Regions from separate parts of the Mus musculus genome. Here all the other regions are linked to region 3. Evidence: chromatin contacts called from public Micro-C and promoter capture Hi-C data. All regions are on one chromosome and are shown on one strand. Each heading gives the region's core, a stretch centred on a gene start, on an enhancer-like site or on the middle of the called end of the contact. The rest is flanking DNA. Distances are from core to core; before and after follow the strand shown. Region 1 holds the start of Idh3g (isocitrate dehydrogenase 3 (NAD+), gamma). Region 2 holds the start of Pdzd4 (PDZ domain containing 4). Region 3 holds the start of Dusp9 (dual specificity phosphatase 9). Region 4 holds the start of Zfp92 (zinc finger protein 92).

Region 1 (2,700 bases), core at 9-2,508, 150 kb after region 3:
GGCTGAACCAGAAGTCCCTATTTTAAATAGAATTTCATGTAGCATATGTAGCTCCCTTCCCCAAACAAAACAAGACAAAACAAAAAAGCCCCCAAGACCCCAACAACAACAACAACAAAAAACCCCATGGCATTCTGGAAGGTCAGAGTCAGCAAATGCTTTGAGAACATAAAGTCCTCTCTCCTCACTGGAACCCAGAGAGAAAAGAGAGCTGGCCTAATGCCATATTCTAGGTCAGTGGAAGAGCAAGGCCTAGAGGTCATAGCTCTTATTCCCCAGAGCTAGTTGTTGGTTTTCTGGTGCTAAGCAGTGCTACCCAGGAGCTAAACCAGCTAACCAAGACTCCAAAGAAAGAACCAGGAAAGCAAAGCCCTAGAAGCTTCCAGTCTTAGAACCCTGGTTCACTCTCATTACAGGGGTTTGGGCTTGTTTGTTGGCCTTTTGGTTAGAATCAAGTATCTAGGTGCTTGGTAGGCGGAAGATCTGGAGGGATCAAGGATTATGGATAGCCAGATGGCGGCGGTGCATGCCTTTAATTAATCCCAGCACTTGGGAGACAGAGGCAGGAGGATTTCTGAATTCAAGGCCAGCCTGGTCTACAGTGTGAGTTCCAGGCTACAGAGAGAAACCGCGTGTTCGACGAGACAGAGAGAAACCGGGAGAGGGAACGCGGGGACACAGCGAGAGACACACAGCGAGAGAGATACTGATAAAGTCTGATTTTCCACCTCCACTAGGGCAAAGCAGTCTAAGAGAGGGAAAACCAAGGAGGAACTGAGTCCAGAAACAGGCTTAGATGGTACATGCAAGGTGGGCCAGGACACGTGGCCTCTTCAAAAGGGCTTCCACAAGGACACTACGGAGGGGACACCTAGCTACTGCGGTCTACCTTCCCAACCCTTCCGGAGGAAGGCACAGAGGAGCCAGATCAGAGTCAATTTCGGCCAACCGCCTCACGGACAGCAGAAGCAACCAGTGAACCCCAGAGTGCAGCCCTCTCCCCGCCCCTCCTATGGCTCGCACAGCCAATCGAATTCCGTGTTTGCTCAAAGAGCCGTTACCCGACTCCGGGTCTCAATTGGGTGTTAAGTCCCTCTGTAAGCCTGCAAATGTCCCACCGCCCATTCACCACTCACCTCCCAAGGACGGCAGAGGAGAGTTGGCTTGAGCATTGCCTTTGCAGCACCGCCAGCAGCTATCGCCACCTTCAGCGCCATGACGAAAAGTGAGGACCTCTACAGGTCAAAACATTAAGCACCGTTCTCGCGACAGTTGGGGACAGCGAGAAATCCGGGGTATGGGTTGAGAAAACGCTAGCATTACGCACGCGCACAGTCACACCGGTTCTTACGCCCCCTTCCGGTGCCTAGAGCACTGTTCCGCCATCTTGGGGAGGGGAAGGCTGAGAAGGAGGGAAGTGCGACCGGTTGGGACCCTGGCTAGGGAAGCGGACACGTCAGTGCCGCCAGCGACGTCACCATGCCCGACCCAGCCCGCCGACGCACGATTGGGTGCTGAGGCCGCTTACGCGTCGCGCTTCCTCGTCTGCTCCGCATGTCCAGGGTGGCTTGCTCTCTTTTCCCCTCGGAAGAGAAGAGGCGATGGCGGCGATGGCATCTTTCGGCGCCCTGGCACTACTCCTGCTGTCTGGCCTATCTTGCTGCTCAGGTAGCGGCCTGGCCGGAGCTTGTTTCGGGGCGCGCCCCTGCTGTTGGCAGGTGGTGCTGGGGGGAGGAAGGGTGTGCGCGAGGTGGGGATCTGGCCCTTCCCGGGGCTCGTCGCTACTGACGGGATCTTCCCCCGATGGGTGTTGTGTCGTGGCGACCAAAGCACCACACACACGTTTACCCGACAGCCAGGTTGCTTCCTTGTCTGCTTTTGGGAGAACCCCCAAAGCAGTACCATGCTCCGACCACCAGCTCCAGCAGGGAAGGTGATATGTATGTCCCTGGTTCCTGTGTCAAAAGGTAGTCGCACAAGAGCAGTGCTGGCAGCTACGAACCAATGCTGCATAGGCCAGGCTTCCCCAAGAGAAACCTAAGAGAGGGAGGCAGATCAGAGTAAGGGCACTAGGCGAGTTAGATAGGGAACCGATGAAGTGAGCAAGGGCTTTTAGTGCCCAGAGCCTCGACTTTTTGTGACGCCTTGGTATATCCCACCCCAAAGTTCATAGCAAAATTGAACCGTGCACAGACCCGTTGATATTTGTGAGACATCTGTAACGTGGTAGTGGGGCTGAGCTCAATCTGGAGTGCCGGCATGTGTTTTGAAAGATGTTAGCACCTCAGACCTGAGAGCCTGAACTAAGGACGATTTGGTTTCTGTACATACAGGTAGCCTCTGGCCATCCCTTCTACCCACCCCTCAGAGAATCCTTCAGTCTGTTGCTAGCAGTGTCTTAAAAAGACAAACCTGGCTGTAACATCTATTAGGGGTTCCATAGTGTCTACAGGGAAAGGCCCAGCTGAGCAGGTCACAGAAGGGTTGGTGGAATATGGCCTTGAGAGCCATTCCCAGGCATTTTCCTCCTGCCATTTATGCCGGTACAAGGTCTTCTCTAGCTTAATCGGTCATTCTTTCAAGACATCACATTTGGAGAAGAGTTGGATGAAAACTTTTCCTCAGGGGTGTTTAGTTTACAGGGGCAGGTTTGGTGTTTGGGCCCAGAATTTACTTCTCTCAGGAAACACTAGAACCAGT
Region 2 (2,700 bases), core at 101-2,600, 190 kb after region 3:
TGTCCTCAAGGCCCAACAGGCCAAAGCGGATGCCAACAGGCAGAGCACGTGCTGGGCACCACCGATCGATCCCCGCGTCACCCACTCACCCAAAATGCCTGAGGCCCTGAAATCGACAGTCGTGACTTAGTCTAGAGAGTGGATGGGAAAATGGGTACTCAAACCCAGCTCCATTGACGACGTTTTAAATCTGGCCTGCCAGGCCCGGGATTCGGCCTCTGTCCCGCAGGCACTTCACTGCTTCTTTGGGTCAGGCTCCAACCCTGGGACCATGTGCCGGGAATCCAGACCGTTGCTATGCAACCTCCATCCCGCGCGGGCCACTGAGCGCCTCACTGTCCCGGGACAGAATCTTAACTTCCCACCTGGGCTGATCTGGACACATGGTTAGTGGTCGTTACGCACTCGGAGTGCCAGGTGATGTGCCTTGAACACCTACATATCTTCTTCACCCAGTTCCTTCCATCCCTGGATGGTTCCCACAGGGCGCCAGCACCCAGCAACCCATAATCTGAGGGCGAGATCAGCTCCCTACCTTTTTCTCTCGAGCCCTCTCGCCCTCCCACACCTGCCTTTCTTGACTCTACCTGGCCCTCCCCCTCGGGGTTTACAGTTTTCCTAGGTCCGGCTGCGACCCTCTCCCCAGCAGCCCAGGCGCCCTACCTGAAGCATCACTTTGTACTGCTCCTCCGGTTTCTGGACCACACACATATTACATCCCATGATGCTGGCCGGCGAGGGAAAGAGGAGAGCGGGAAGAGGAAGGTATCTTTCACTGGCCAGTGCGTGGGACCACGGGTCCCGGGCCTGGGCCCGGGGCCATACCTTACCCCGGGGGGCCGAGCCGCCTAGCGGGGGAGGGGGGCACGCCCCCAAGAGGAAGGCAGCTCCAAGCCTCTCGACTTAACTCTTTGCTGGCCGAGGCCAGACACAGGCATGCTCCTTCGCACCCAGCCAGGGGAAAAAAAGGGCGGCGGGGGATGGGCGGGCGCGCCGGGCGTTGCCTGGCTACGGCCCCCCCACCCCAGGAGGCGCGGGAGCGCGCCTGCCCGCCGGGGCCGTCAGGGGCTGTCAGGGGCCGTGGGCCACACGGCTCCCCGCCCGCGGGGCCGGCCGCTGCCGCTGCCTTTGCCGCTGTCGTCTCCAGCTCCCGCCCATGGCCATCAGCCCCGGGAGTCCAGCCTCTGGGCTTGGCGACGTGGCCCGGCCCGCCGACGGAGAGGCGGCCAGGCCCACGCCAGCTGTAGCCTCGCAGGGTCCCGCTTCTCTAGCTCACGGCGCTCTCTCAGAGCCTGGCCCACAGCCGGTCGCTTGTCTCCAGCTCCTGCCTGGAACACCGGAACGCGCGCGCGCGCGCCCGCAGCAACAGCGGGGGAGGTGTGCGGAGAAGGGGCGCACGCGCGTGGGAGAAGCAGAGGCTGGGTGCGGGCGGGAGCGGCAGGGGGCCTCAGGAGTCGGCGCAGGGAGCTGAGGGCGGGGCCTGAGTCCCTGAGACCAGATAATGCCAATGTCCGAGGGCGAGGTGTCTAGTGGACCTGTCTGCTAGGTGTGTCCCTGAGAAAAGAGGATCCTGTCTGAAGAAGAAGCTTCCCTGGACTCCTGAAGAGAGTTCAGGGCCTTGGTCTCAAGGAGAGGCTATTTCACCCCTTTCCCAGGTTCTAAATGTATCAGCCCCAATGTCTGTACTCCTTCCTCTGTCTCTCTTTAAAGACTGGTTCCCTGCTTTAACTGAGCCATTCCCTTGCTATCTCTGAAACGGATACCTTTGTTTAGAAGAAAAACGTGGGGGTGCTGTAGGTGGCAAGAGAACTACAGAGAAGCCTCATTCTTTGGGGCCTTTATGGGCACCCCCCTTGCTTGCACTGAAACCGCTGTCTGTTTCTCAGTTCCAGCCTTCCCTCCTCACACTTCTCCTTTAGCCTCTTCCCTCCCACAGGCTGCCCCTCTTCTTGATAAACCAGAGGAAAAGATGGCCTTTGGCTAGATAACAATGACCGATTGAAAGCTAGGTTCCCAGAGGCTGCCTGAGAGAGCTGCTTAGCCCTCTTACCTGCAGAAGATCCTTTGATAAAATTGTCTGGTCTTTATCTCCAGGCTCTGGCGAGTGAGGGGATTTATAACAGCATAGAAATGTTTAATTAACAGTATTGGGGGAGGCTGCTTCAATACTTTTCCTTTCCACCCCCACTTTGGTTCAAAAGACAGAAATAGGAATAACCTGAAATCCAGAAAGGAAGTATGAGTGCTTATAAACTGTCTTTCCCAGAAAGCAAAACTTGAGCCTTTCAGGAGATGACCAGTAGATCTTCCTGAGGAATACCCTTTTTGAGAGCTCAGTACAAATGTCTGTGGATGGGAGGCACTGTGTTTAGATCAGCCCCGGGGAGAGGAGATGGACCCTAGTCCTTCCACCATGGTTACTGCCACAACAGCCCCCTCTGCCCTGTAATTTGAGCTTCCTCATGCCTACAGCATAAGATCTAGATCACCTTACTTCAAGAGCAGTCTCTTAGAAATATCCTCTCCAAATCTTTTTACCTTCTAATTGTATGTATTTCACCAAGGTCCTGACCAGTCATCAAAAACATTTTCCCCCAGCCTAGCCCACAGAACTTAGCACAAGTCTTTCTTCCTTCCTTCCTTCCTTCCTTCCTTCCTTCCTTCCTTCCTTCCTTTCTTCCTTCCTTTCTTTCTTTCTTT
Region 3 (2,700 bases), core at 34-2,533:
CCACAACATAATCAAGCCCCAGTCAGCTCTTGCCAACACTTGGCGTTCTCATTTTGAGAACATTCTACTAATGTAGTGACTGGGAAGTATTTCCCTATTTTTTTGAATTGGCTTTCCTTCCATGCCTGAGCTTCAACCTTTCCCCATATATTCTTACCCCATCACATTCCTTCCTTTGGGCAGAGTATGCAGTCCTTGAGTTCCTTACCCATTTATCTACGGGGTCTTAACCCTTTGATTATTTTGTGCGAGCTTTATCTTATCTGTTGTGTGTTTTCCTTTAAAACTGTTATTTGCTTTTCTTGGGCTTTTAGCAGAGAAAGGACACATGGCCAGATGGGGCTTTTTTAGAAGCCTCCCCTGCCTCTCCTTTCATTGTCAGCACTTATCACCCCGATATCTGGTCCAGTGCCTTTGCTTATTGTTAGTGTGTCCTGCTGGACTAGAACACCCAGGCAAGGAGAGCCCTTGTGTGTCTTTCCTGTTCATCACCTGTCCAGTGGGCTGGCTGGAGGCCACCAGCCTTAGTGGACTGAATGGTGCTCTGGAATGGGGCAGGGTGGAGACACGCTGAAGTTTCAAAAACTGGGACAGTGACTTGTATAGTCATGACCACTAGAAAAGCCAGAAGGAGAATGGGGATGGGGACATATTGCAGTAAAACGACTTCTTTCCACGTGGATCCATCCAGGGGCTTATGGGAAAGAGGCTTTGGGGAGGCGCCCCTCTTCACCTGATAAGAGCACAGTGTCTCAGTTTAGAGTTGGGTGCTCGGAATTCTTGTGTACCTTTAGCTAGGCCTGTACAAATGAAGCCCAGATGGAAATAGCACACCCAGGAGCTGCCTTGTGCCTTCAGTTTTTTAGTGGCATCTCACAGTAAAATACATTAGAAGGCTCTGATTGGCCCATTATACAGATGGGGGCCATCTAGTTCCAGGTAGTTCAGCATTATTGAGTTGTTTGAGACAGTTTCTGGTTCTGGGGCTCTGGGCTTTTGTCCCCACCCCTCTTCCTGCTTCCAGGGACCAGACTGGCGCCAAGCAGGGGCAACTGCAACATGTCCCCTGCTGGGCCCCCGACCTGCCCTTGGCCTCTGCCCTGACCCTGTCCCGCCTGGGTGGAAGCCCTAGCTCAGCCTGCGGCTTGCAACTCCCACCAGGCTTTTCCTTAGCCCTGGTTGGCTCTCCTGCTCCCTGAGCCCGCCCCACCGCCCCGCCCCGTCCCGCCCCTTTGAGCTGCTACTTAGTCGGTCCGAAGGCAGAGCCTTCCAAGGTGGAATCTGGATTCTGCTGCCAGGAAGCGGCCGGCGCACGAGTGGCGCGAGGCTTGGCTTCCACGTGCGAGCCTGCTCCACCACCCCGCCCTCTCCGAGCGCCCAAGCCTGGGGGATCCGTCTCCATGAACGATACCTACGCCCTGCCGTGGCACTAGCTGTGGCCAGGACGTCCGGGTGCAGTCGCCTGCCTCTGGATCTCGCTCCAGGTCTCTCCTTTTGTTCTCTCCTGGGGTGGGTAGGAGTGGGGCCGAGTCAGCTCTTACGGGACTCGCCGAGGCCCACAACCTCGGTGACCCTCTTGTTCTCTGGGTCTTCCGGGCTTTAGAGGAGAGCCGGGCCTTGAACCCAACTTCTCCACACATCCAAAATTGAACTTGGGGAGTGATGGAGATCAGAGCAAATGAGAAAGTCAGAAAAGGGGTGTGGAGGGAACTGGTTTTAGTCCTCCTAGCACTTCAGAGACCGGTAGACGCCCAGCTATCTTCTGGGGTATGTCTCACGAAAACTCCATGTAAGCGGGGCAGGGAGCAGCGCCCAAGTGGCGGCAGCCTCGGGTCTTTTTCCAGGGGCGCCTTCCTTGGTGTTCTCACTGTGGGTGGAGCGCGAGGAGAGAAGCAGGCGGTAGAGGAATGTCCCTGCGGGGACACTGAAAGCCTGCCCTCAGGACAGGGGTTGACTTCCCGCCTCAGTAGCCTGATCCACGCTGCAGGAGTAGAGACAAACTTGCCCTCACTCCGCGCCTTGCCTCTCTCCACAGCACCCACTGCCCGACGTGCAGGACGCTGCGCGACCATGGAGAGTCTGAGTCGGTCATGCCTGTGGCTGCGTCAGGAGCTGTCGTCCCCGCGCCCACAGCTTCTGCTGCTGGACTGCCGCAGCCGGGAGCTGTATGAGTCGGCGCGCATCTGCGGGGCGCTGAGCGTGGCCCTGCCCTCGCTGATGCTGCGCCGCCTGCGGAGGGGGAGCATGTCGGTGCGGTCGCTCTTGCCTGGGCCACCACTGCAGCCTCCCCCACCGGCCCCTGTGCTCCTGTACGACCAGGGTAGCAGTGGCCAGTGCCATCGTGAAGCAGCGGAGGCTGAAGCGAAGGCCGAACCTAAGGCTGAAGCGGAGGCCGAACCTAAGGCTGAAGCGGAGGCCGAACCTAAGGCTGAAGCGGAGAACGAAGCGGAGGCTAAAGCGGAGGCCAAAGCGGAGGCCAAAGCGGAGGCTAAAGCGGAGGCCAAAGCGGAGGCCAAAGCGGAGGCCAAAGCGGAGGCTAAAGCGGAGGCCAAAGCGGAGGCCAAAGAAGAGTGGGATGCTGACTCGGTGCTGGGCGTCCTGCTCCAGAAGCTGCGGGAAGAAGGCTACCCAGCATACTACCTACAGGGTAAGTGAGGGTCAGTGGCCTGAGAGAGCACTCTGGAGAGGCCTCAGGTCAGG
Region 4 (2,700 bases), core at 73-2,572, 230 kb before region 3:
CAGAGGGGCTGAGGGAGGACCCTTCCCACCTCTTCTAGCAGTTCCAGCTTCCCTTGGCTGTGGCCACATACCCCTACCACCAGGCCTTTTCCTTCTGTGTGCCTCTGAACCTCTGTCACTGGACTTGGGGCCACCTGGATGATCAGGGTGATCTCATCTCTCCATCTTTAATGGGACAACATCCTCAGAGATCTGTCTCTTGTGTGTGGCCACATTCACAGACACTGGGAGTCAGGGGGGTGTACATTACTCTGGGACACAGACCTGGGTATGCCTGTCCAACAGCCCCAGTGAGCAGGCATCTTTTCATTGAAACCCACAGCTGAGGGCCCTGAGGGCCCCCCAGCCTGTTCCAGGAAAGGGGCTCCAAAGCTGTGCTTGCCATTGTTCCTCTTCAGTCTCCACTCTTCACTGACAGAAGCATCTTGACCGGGGGGTCCTAGCTTTTCCCCCAAGCCTGGGAAATATGACAGGCTTATCCTAGGATCACAGACTTGCAGAGGGCTCCTTGCCCTTGGCCCCACCTGGTCTCAAGGCCACCTTAAGACAGAAGACCCTGGTCAGCTTTATAAGGAAAGACACAGCTCAGTTCCTAGAAGCCAGGGTTGGGAGGCTTTGGTAGCACCAATAATATGGTTTAGTTTCTTTTTTCTTTATGTTCTACTCTTATTCACACTGACTTTTCTTGGGAGATCTCGGAACTTTCCAGAAAGAAGTGTAGAACTCCAGCCCTTGGGTTTCCATATTGGTTCTACCATATGGATGGTGATCTATGTGGGAAAATGGTAACCCTGATGTCTACCCTGGGGGGCTGGCTTGCTGACCACATGGGGTAACTTGAGGAAAAAGACTGGCTTGTGTTCAGTAGGTCACCACCAGTTCTTTCACTTTCTCTTCTCTCTCCTTCTCTACGTTGTCATCTCCTAGGTCCCCCTTCATGCCCTATGCTTCTTTTCTGATCCTTGCCCTTCCTGCTCACAGGAACTGTCCTTTACTAGGAGACCATGGCCTGGCCACTTGATGCTAGGGAAATAAATGAATGGGTGGGTGGAATTCCCAGTGATCTGATCCATGGGAGGCGCTTCATCAATGATATGGGATCAACAGGGGCCTCTCTTGTTGCTTCAGTACTGCCATACAATGACCACTGCAATCAGACTGCTTCAGAGCAGCCCAGACAGAAAATGGAAGTGTCCCGGGTTCATGGGGAGTGAGACCAGACGCCTAAGTGGGGCGAGAGTGCGCTGAGCCGCCCTCCTGCAGCGCTGCGCATGCTCTGTGTTCCCCTTTTGCGCCCCGTTCCCAGGCTGCCGCTGTCGCCCCCGCCCCAGCCACGCCTGCTCACTCACCCTGCTCCTTAGCAGCAGCAGAGGACCTGGCCAAAGGTCTCTACGCAGGACGAACCTCGTGAACAAAGGTGAGGTCCGACAGCAGTCTGAGAGCTCAGAACCTCTCCAGGACGCCTCCCTGGAGAGCTTCTTGGAGGCAGCATCCTTGGCTTCTGGTTTTGCCTGATGTAGGGGTGGAGAGAGGAAGCCAAAGCTGTATAGCGTACAGGTAGGCAAGCAGGCGGGAGAAGGGAAGTACTAAAGGATCATTGGCCTATCTCAGAAGGTGTGAGCAAAAACCTCAGCCAAGCCAATACTTAGGAGGTAAGGCAGAAGGAAAGGTGGGAAAGCAGGTGAGGGAATGAGTAGAGCTGAGCTGAACAGGACACAGGTGGCCAGAGGATGGAAGGAGAAGCTGTAGTGGCGACATCTGGGGAAGCCCCGGGACAGTGTTGAATGAGCTGAGCAGGAGCTTTCAGGGATCCCGTTTTCTAGTGCCTGGGAAGAGGAGCTGGGCTGAGCTGGGAGCTAGGGAGGCTGCGGAGCAAAGGAACTGAAGCTTTTGTATTTCTCTCCTGATTTTCAGACCAGGGGCTGGCACAAGAGCATTGCACAGCTGATCTGCCCAGGTAATTTTGGTTTTATATCTCTGGGTGGGGGAAGTCTGGGCAAGCTCCAATTATGAGATCATGGCACTGTTACCCAGGGCACCTGGCAAACAGCCCACAGGCACAAGCCGTGAGAGCCCCCAGACTGGGACAGGCCATCAGAATCATGAACCTGTGGCTCTCGGGAATGAAGAGTTGTGCCTTTCCACTGTGTGTGTTGACCAGTGTCCACTGTGCTTCCCCCACTCCAGGGAAGAGCAAAAACCTCAGCCAAGCCAATACTTAGGGGGTAAGGCAGAAGGAAAGGTGGGAAAGCGGGTGAGGAAATGAGTAGAGCTGAGCTGAACGGGGAATTGTGCCTAGTGCTTTCCTGCAGTACTAGTTATGACTAGTTCCATCTAACAAGGGTCTGTCAAGAACCATTATGAACCAGGTTGTTACTACAGACTTGTCTGAGACCTGTCAAAGGAGATGGCAAAAATCATCCCCTCTATGGTTGGAGTTAGTGACTGAGCACAGACCATAAGTCATAAACATTTCAAAATAGTAACTACATGGGTTGAATGAAAGATAGTAAGAGCTGAAAAAAGGAGGCCCAGTTGCAAATTTAGGTGCTGGGACTAGAAAATTTCTATCCAAACTTAAAGGTGATAAAGGAATAAGGCACATGTTTCTGTTTTGAAGGAATATTCTAGGCAGAAGGAATAGCTGGTACAAAGGCCCTGAGGCAAGCATGCTCTGACTCCTGACTGCAGCTGAGGGAG

Evidence for each region. Promoter capture Hi-C pulls out the DNA fragments that hold promoters and counts their contacts. Hi-C and Micro-C count contacts between places; a contact is called where the count stands out from the background. Capture Hi-C pulls out chosen DNA fragments and counts their contacts.
Region 1: a promoter capture Hi-C map of liver shows a contact between it and region 3. The contact joins the promoter of Idh3g here to the promoter of Dusp9 in region 3. A contact is called at or near these places in 2 of 115 datasets of contacts at active chromatin or transcription factors (embryonic stem cells and memory CD8 T cells) and 4 of 9 other capture datasets (adipose tissue, embryonic stem cells, liver and 1 more).
Region 2: a Micro-C map of embryonic stem cells shows a contact between it and region 3, with 2.5 times the contacts expected there. The contact joins the promoter of Pdzd4 here to the promoter of Dusp9 in region 3. A contact is called at or near these places in 2 of 484 Hi-C or Micro-C datasets (both in embryonic stem cells) and 1 of 9 other capture datasets (liver).
Region 4: a promoter capture Hi-C map of embryonic stem cells shows a contact between it and region 3, with 2.4 times the contacts expected there. The contact joins the promoter of Zfp92 here to the promoter of Dusp9 in region 3. A contact is called at or near these places in 3 of 39 promoter capture datasets (the 3T3-L1 cell line, the SN4741 cell line and embryonic stem cells) and 1 of 9 other capture datasets (liver).

What each region holds. Positions count from the first base shown.
Region 1 is chrX:73,785,639-73,788,338 of GRCm38.p6, forward strand. Idh3g (isocitrate dehydrogenase 3 (NAD+), gamma) reads right to left here and starts at 1,259. Exons shown (of 13, transcript NM_008323.1): 1 at 1,137-1,259. The coding sequence starts at 1,217. It overlaps Ssr4 (signal sequence receptor, delta), which reads left to right and starts at 1,385. Exons shown (of 6, transcript NM_001166480.2): 1 at 1,385-1,668. The coding sequence starts at 1,602.
Region 2 is chrX:73,823,619-73,826,318 of GRCm38.p6, forward strand. It overlaps Pdzd4 (PDZ domain containing 4), which reads right to left and starts at 1,351. Exons shown (of 8, transcript NM_001029868.2): 1 at 664-1,351. The coding sequence starts at 723.
Region 3 is chrX:73,638,158-73,640,857 of GRCm38.p6, forward strand. It overlaps Dusp9 (dual specificity phosphatase 9), which reads left to right and starts at 1,284. Exons shown (of 4, transcript NM_029352.3): 1 at 1,284-1,484; 2 at 2,036-2,647. The coding sequence starts at 2,071.
Region 4 is chrX:73,409,774-73,412,473 of GRCm38.p6, forward strand. Zfp92 (zinc finger protein 92) reads left to right here and starts at 1,323. Exons shown (of 6, transcript NM_009566.5): 1 at 1,323-1,417; 2 at 1,915-1,957.